2 separate regions of the Oryctolagus cuniculus genome follow, and region 2 is linked to region 1. The links are chromatin contacts, called in public Micro-C maps. All regions are on one chromosome and are shown on one strand. Each heading gives the region's core, a stretch centred on a gene start, on an enhancer-like site or on the middle of the called end of the contact. The rest is flanking DNA. Distances are from core to core; before and after follow the strand shown.

Region 1 (3,975 bases), core at 629-3,128:
ACTTCCTGCACTGATCCTAGACAAATTGGACACAGAACTCTCATCTCCTGTCTCGCTCTTCCTGTTACACATTGGGTATAGAACACCTCCTGCCTCCTGCCTGTGTCATGGCTGTGTCCTCAGGACCTGTGTCTGGCATGGAGAGCTGAATATGAAAGATAAATGTATTGAGTGAGCGAATAAGGGGATGCAGAAGTGTGCTTAGGTTATAATTAAACATTTCATTCTGAAGTTGAGGTGGATGAAAATCATGATCCTAGAATTCAAAGGTAAGTGTGGGGCCAGCACTGTGGCGTAGCAGGTTAAAGCCCTGGCCTGCAGTGCCGGCATCCCATGTGGGAGCTGGTTCAAGTCCCGGCTGCTCCTCTTCTGATCCAGGTCTCTGCTATGGCCTGGGAAAGCAGTGGAGGATGGCCCAAGTCCTTAGGCCCCTGCACCCGTGTGGGAGACCTGGAAGAAGCTCCTGGCTCCTGACTTCAGATCGGCCCAGCTCTGGCTGTTGCAGCCATTTGGGGAGTGAACCCAGTGGATGAAAGATTTATCTCTCTCTCTACCTCTCTCTGTAACTCTGCCTTTCAAATAAATAGAATAAATCATAAAATTCTAAGTGTGTTTTGGTGCACAGAGTTTGAAATTTAGGCATAGTTTATTCCTAATATCCATTTTCCACAAGCTTTTTCAAGACCCATTATAGATCCTAAAGGAAGATGTTATCTGATCTCAAAATAGAAAACAAATACCACCAACAGAAAGCCAGGCTGGTCTGAGGGGAAGGGTCTAGATGTAGAATTCAGACAGACCTGGGCCTGAAGTCCTGCTACCCCACTTACTGCTGTTTGCACTTTGGAGAGGCTGCCTGGCTCTCAATTTGCCAGCCTATAAAATGGGATATGAGTGTTTTGTCATATTATGTAACTACATGCACAGTTAGTGTGTATATCCTAAAAATGTAGGCTCTAATCTCAGCTCAGCCGTACTTCAGCTGCCTACTTAATTCTTATGTCTCAATACCTACTATGTGTGTGTATTTTTTAGTGTTTAATGAGATATGATATCATACATGCAAAATGTCTTTAATTTTCATCCAGTGGCATGTGATTTTTCTTTCTCCCCTCTTCTCCCTCAGATGAAGGAGCAAAGTTTGAGTGGCTGACTATTTTGGAGAAACCAAGCCACCAGTTTCAAGTTTAAAAAGAAAAAACAAACCACCAGGCGAACCGTAAAGCTCACCACTTTGGTCTTCTTGCCCTTCTGCCTCTGAAAGCCTTCTCCTGTTTTCCCAGAAAGTTCTGTCTTGTGCCATGTCGGTTGCTGGCATTGTCTCCTCTTTCGAGTTCTCATAGACTAAAGCAATTTCTATCTACCCTCTCTGAATTTTGCTCCTTGCTAAAGAATGCCAGCAAGGGTTGCCACTTGCCGCTCAGCATTCTCAAAGCACTCTATTGTTCTGCTAAAGCACTTTTTCCATTACTTCCTCAATGTCTGTTCATGCGTTTTCCCTGCCAGAACGCTGAATGGTTGGGCAGACACAGCCCCTGCCTCTCTGGCTCAGAGTCCTTAGCTATCAGCCAGACGCCCAGTGGGTCCGGGACGGACATGCATGTTCTAAGTGTGTGCATGAGTATGTGATGTGTGAGTGACTTTCTGATTGCTTCCCCTCCACACACTTCCAGAGTGTGCAGCAGACTGACAGATGTGTGCAGTGTGTAGTTGTAAGTGGAGGAGCTTGGCTGCTTGTTTAGAAATGAAACTGGACACTCCGAGAAGCTTACGGCCATGTCTGCTTCCCTCTGGGGTCCTCTGGGAATGGCGGTTGCAGGAGCTTGAGCGGGGAGCCCAGGAGGGCTGACAAGGTGCCCTTTCAGCCCTGAGTCAGCAGCAATGGGCTCTTTGGACCCAGGAAGATCCCGATTTCGGGGGCTGAGTCACATGAATAGCTGGAATAGTTGTTTAGATCATAATGAATTCCCAGAACCTTTCCAAGCCGACCAGCAGACACAGGCTCTCTCTACCCTAAGTGCTTTCCAGCTTTGTGACTTAGCAGAACAGAGGAGGCCCAGCTTGGGCTCTCGGAGGGGAACCGGGCCCATGAACCCCCACCCTTCCCATCACAAGCACTGCAGGTGGATCCTGGAACCTTTCATATTTCCAGGAAGATGTGGGGAAAGTCCAGCATCGCGGGGCAGGGGGGAGGGGGAATCCTACCCAGACTGCACAGCTGTTGTGTCAACTGGGCCAGGGGCCCTGGTGCCTCACAGTGGGTGGTTAGGGTATCAGTGGATACTAACTGCCTTGGGAGCCCAGACAAATGATCCTCTGCTGAAATGTCATTAGAGGTCTGTGTACCTTGGATGACACAAGATATGTGAAGTCCAGCATAGAGGAAGCTGTGTGGGAGAGGGGAGAGGCTGGCCTCTGAGGCGCTGTGGGGCTGCTGCTAAGTCTGCAGCCTGCATCTTCTAGTCAGCGAGGCCAGAGCTCAGCATCCCCCAGTGATGCCTGCTCTGAGCTGCACGGATGCTTTCAGCGAATGCCTTGTCTGAAACACTGGCACAGTTCAAAGCGCAGGCTTCAGTGCTTCCTGCCTGACAATACCCAAAGATCTCAGCCTTCTGAGGCTTTGTGATCCTCTGCTTGATGTCACATCCACTGTGCAATCTCACCCAGACCAGGAGCGGATCTTGTTGCTCCATCGTTCATGCGTAGGCTGCTGTAGGCACGGACATAGTTCTCAAACCTGAACACAAAGCAGAATCACTTGGAAAACCTATTAATACAGATTTCTGAGCCCCGCTCCCAGGATTTCTGATTTACTGGGTCTGGCATGGGGCCTGGGAGTTGGTGTTCCTAACAAGTATCGGGAAGCAGGCTGGCTCAGGGATCACACTTTGAGAACCACTGCTCTAGGGCAATGTTCTGCTATGTGTTTTTAGATCAAAGACCTATTTGAAAATCTGTCAAAAGGCCTTGCCACCACTCCTCAGAAAAGCAACACACAAATGCTAAAGCGCGCGCGCACACACACACACACCAGAAAAGCTTGTTTACAGTTCCAGGGCTTACTAGACTTACAGAAATCCATGCATGAACTTCTGGGTTTCACAAAGCCTTCGCGATTCCAGCCCAAAGCAGAATTCACACGTGGAGTGAAGATTCATCAGGCATAAGAAAGATTTTATCACTAAGAACAGAGGAATTTCAGAGCAATCTGAATGAGCATCTGCTTGCTAAAACTAGATGCTTGCTTTCGAATCCTGGCTCTGCCCTTTGCCAACTATGTCAGTTTCCTCATCCTTAGATGTGGATGAGTGAGGGAACCTACTCACAAACTTTTGTAAAGACTGAATGAGCTCAGCGGTGCAAAGTGGAGAGAAGACAGCCAAGCATGTAGTATACACACAATGCTTTCCCCGATTCGTTAGCTCAACTGAGTTCTATTGATTCAACTTCCTGATATATACGAAGCCCTCTGCTCCCCATCCCAACACTCATTTTCCTAGTCTAGGTTTTAACCATATCTAGTCCACTGTATTTTGATGTCCTTCCAACTGCTCTCTCTATCCTCATTTCTTCCCCTCCCAATACACCTCCACACAGCATCTGGAGTGTCCTTTCCTAAACCCACCCCATCTTAGGATTTCCCTGAATAAAACCTCCCCACAGTGCTTCCAGCACTTAGGAGAAAGGCTGAACTCTTGGCGATGGGGTACGAGAGCTGCCTGATCTAGACTCTGCCCCGTCTTTGTTCGCTGTGTTCCTCTCTCTCTTCTTTTGCAGACAGAGCCAGTCCAGGCTGATTACACATGCACTGTTCTTTCTCGCACACCCTCGCCTTAACACAAAACCCATCTTCCCTAAATGCCCTCAGCTCCCTTTGAGGCAGACTTCTAAGGATATTCTTCAAGACCCAGCAGGAGTGTCTTCTCTGTACTTTCCATAAAGCTCCAGGTTGAACTGATCTCTCCCTTCCCTGTG
Region 2 (3,736 bases), core at 564-3,063, 160 kb after region 1:
TTCTCTCTCTCTCTCTCTCTCTCTCTCTCAACTCTGCCTTTCAAATAAACAAATCTTAAGAGAAAAAAAAATGAATGGAATGGAAGTAAATGGAAAAACAGATTCATTCATTCATACTAGGTAACACATAATAACTGAAAAAGAGAAATAGAATTAGACTCAGACAAACCCAGTTTAGACTCACCTTGGCAAGTTGGCTGAATGACCTTGAACAAGTTATTTATACTCACTGGGCCTGTGTCTGCTCTATAAGGTTGCCCTAAGAGTTGCATGAGGTCAGATATATATGATGAGGTTTGGCTCTATGTAACAGAAAACTAAAATAAATGTGTCTTACCTAAGGAAACTGTTTCCTTTATTCATGTGGAGGTTTGGAAAAGAGCAGGTGGTTGTGGTCTTGTGCCCTTTGGCATTAGGTACCCAGGGTCTTTCACCTTGTTGCTTTGCTTTGTGTGGCTTTCATTTCTGGGGTCCTTTCAAGATCCAAGATGGCTGTTGGAGCTCCAGTCACTATGCTCTTGTTGCTATGGACAGTATGACAATAAGAGGAAACAAATAAAAAATAAAATGCAAAAAATCCCAGAAACAGAGCCATCCCTGGTGGCCAGGCAGCAAATCCACACTAGTTCAAGTCAAGCCATGGAGAGACTCCCTGCTGTGGCTTGTGAGGCAAGCAACACCTACTATTGGTTTCATTCCTGGGGTATCTGAAAACTATGGCTCACGGGCACTCAGAATCTTACACTAGAAAGCATTTTAACATCTATTCCCTCATTTGCTCTTCACAGGAAATGTAAGATGGACAAGTCTTATTGATGATCCTGTTGTATACTTGATTCACACAACTGTTAAGTAGCAGATCTCAGGTTCACTTCTAGGTCTACAGATATTTGTGGGAAATGAAAGGTGGACAATCCTGATGCAGAAAAGGATCCCAAGCCAGGATCTTTCCCAGCCACGGAGCACAAAGACTGGGTTTCCAGTACCCCCACCTGTAGGACCAAGAGAAGAGGACCTGTTTCCTTTTCGGCCCATAATTCGATGAAGTCACTGCTACTGAGACTCACCTCTCATAACTGGTGTGTCCTGACAGATCAGTTCCTTTTTCTGGACCTCAGTGTCCTTGGAACACAAAAGTCTTGGGCCTCCATGCTAGACAAGCTATCTTTAAATCGGGAGTCCCCTCAGCCCCGAAACCTGCCTTTTTATAAGGGAACCAGCTCAGGTTGGAGCTCACCTTGGTACTGTCCTCTCGCTGCCTGCCTGCCTTGCCTCGCTTGCTAGCTCTGTCCCAGAACGCTCTAAGCACCTCCCTGGCTCTCTGCATAGACAAAATAGGGATACATAGCTGAGGTCTACTGCAAAGGCAACGTGTGTGACGGTGAGGATGAAGCGAGCTCCGTGTCCAAGACCCACCACAGTAAACCGCTGGTGGTCAACTGCTCAAGAAATGGGACGCTATAGAGGCTCAGGAGCACAAAGGAGGCATTCAGCAAGTATCATTAGTGTTCCCACTGGCCCATATCGGTGGTAGCTCTGCGTAAACAGGGGCCGAGCAGAGTTGGACACACACCCCTACCGGGGCTGCCAAGGGTTTCCTGGCTGAGCTCTGGAGATGGATACCCAAAGCGGGGCAGACCTAGCTCTCCAGCTGCCAGGCCAGGTCCCAGCGCAGGACAAGGAGCCCAGGTGGAGCCCCGCTGCCGCCGGCGCCACCCACTGGGCTGCAGGAGCCGGACGCAGCAGGGCGGGCGACGCTGGCCAATGCCGGGCCCGGTTCGAAGGACCAATCGGAGCGCGCTTTACAGGGGCCGCGGCCGGCGGGGGCGGGGACGCGCGCGGGACGGGGCGGGGCGGGACAAGGCCCGCCCAGTCCCGGTGCGGTATGGCTCAGCGCGGAAATGTGCAGGCCCCTCTAGCTAAAATGTAATTTCAGATTGGACAAGTAAGTGACCCTCCTCCCAGTCCCACGTGGGCACCAGGGGCGTTTGCAGGCGCGCAGGCTGTCGGCGCACACGACCAGGAAGAAGGGTCAGCCGCCCCGGGGGCGCACCGGCCGGGGCCTTCAGTCCTTTAAGCCTCACACCAGCCAGGACTTTGTTGAATCCCCTCTATCATCTCCTGGGTGAGGCGTCCGTCTGGCCACTCCAAGGACAGGGCGGTCCGGCCTTCATTGCATACCCCAGCTGCCCTTGAGCCCAGGGTCCTTCCTCTCTGGCCACTATCGCTTGGCTATGTCCAGGTCTTCTCTTAGCCTCCCTGCCCCCTTACCGCCCCTTTTGACGTTCCTCCAAGCATTTTTGGAGCCTGTTAATCCTGAGTGTGGCTACCTAAGGCATTTTAAGGCCAGGGCTGCTTGTAGCTTTCCAGCTGTTGGCGGTTTGTGATAATACTTGAGCTGCGGTTCAGTTGAAATGGGCTAATGCTGTTTGCTCACAGTTCTGGGTAGAAGCCTGGGGGAGGGGAGTCTTGCCATTAAAACATTTTTTGTTTGTTTACTCTTGTTTTATTTGAAAGGCAGAGAATCAGAATTAGAGAGGGAAACATTTATACAGCCTGATCTTCCATCTGCTCCTTCACTCCGCAGATGTCCAAAACTGCCAGTGCTGGGCCAGGTGGAAGCCAGGAGTCCAGAACTCAGTATGGGTCTCCCAAATAAGTGGTGGGGACCCAGCTTCTTGAGCCCTTTCCTGCTGTCGCCCAGGTGCACATTAACAGGAAGCTGGAATCAGGAGTGGAGCTTGGTCTTGAACCCAGACACTGGCAGGGGAGGCAGATACCCCAAGGGGTGTCTTAGCCAAATGCTCACCCCATCTTGCCGTTTTTATTTATTTCACTAATTAAAGATGGGAAAAGATGCACAACGTTGAATTTCCCTGCTCTTTGGCTCTTTTCCACGAAAGCACTTTTTATGTCTTAACACTGTTTTTGTCCCTAAATTAAAGGGTCAGTCATGGCCAACAAACGGAAGACCAGTCCTCTGTGGGTCAAGTTTGAAAATGTGAGGTCTGGGGGGGTGAAGTGATGATGCCTTTGCACTGCAAATCAGTAAGAAAGAAGAGAATATTCTCTTAGTCTGTGGAGGTTCTTTGAGTGGTAGCTTTGCTTTGTCTTTGCTTGATTTCCCCCTCTTTCCTAGGATCCACCACGTGTATGTTTTAATTGTTCCTTTCTAAGTTGCTGGCCGGGTCTCCCTCCAGATGACTGCTGATGGGCTCCTGGGAGTCTGTCCTGGCTGGCTCTTGTCACCGTGGCTGTTGGAGAAGCTGGCCCAGGATAGCAGCCTGCTGGGAGGTCCATAGGACTGTTACTGAGGATGGCTGGTTGGGCTCGACCTGCAGGATGAAAAGGGCGTGGAGTCTGATTTTGAGAGGCGGGGAGAGATGGAGAGTCCTCATGGCTGGGTTTGGAAGTCAAAATGTGTATTGGGAGGAGGGAATCACCCCAAGGGTGGAGTGGAGAGCTGTGTCTTTCTGGATGAAATCAGGAAGTTTACAGGGAGGTGGCCTGTGTTAATTTGTGCTATAGGCCTTGTCTTTTCCTGGAATTTGGTTCACATTTCTAACTTTCATTTAGTTGAAATCAGTTTTTAACACAATTTGAGTTATTAAGACTTGCCCTTAAACTCCCAGAGTGAGATTCCCTCCAGGGCATTAAAAAAAGAAAATGCTTACTCTACCAGAATATACTGCAGAGGTCACTTAACCTCTCACCTGTCCACCTTTTTGCAAAGGAG

Evidence for each region. Hi-C and Micro-C count contacts between places; a contact is called where the count stands out from the background.
Region 2: a Micro-C map of ear pinna shows a contact between it and region 1, with 2.5 times the contacts expected there. The contact joins the promoter of FGGY here to the enhancer-like site in region 1. A contact is called at or near these places in 2 of 6 Hi-C or Micro-C datasets (ear pinna and an unstated tissue).

Annotation. Positions count from the first base shown.
Region 1 is chr7:113,877,529-113,881,503 of mOryCun1.1, reverse strand. No RefSeq gene overlaps it. Among named protein-coding and RNA genes, the nearest start is that of FGGY, 160 kb to the right of the region's middle. Within about 2 kb of position 1,878, at least 4 of the 8 cell types and tissues checked have an H3K27ac peak or open chromatin away from gene starts, as enhancers often do. A contact at or near this core is called in ear pinna, where this site is marked.
Region 2 is chr7:113,714,606-113,718,341 of mOryCun1.1, reverse strand. It overlaps FGGY (FGGY carbohydrate kinase domain containing), which reads left to right and starts at 1,813. Exons shown (of 16, transcript XM_070078420.1): 1 at 1,813-1,945. It overlaps LOC127493452 (a long non-coding RNA gene), which reads right to left and starts at 1,735. Exons shown (of 4, transcript XR_011390692.1): 1 at 1,068-1,735; 2 at 338-524.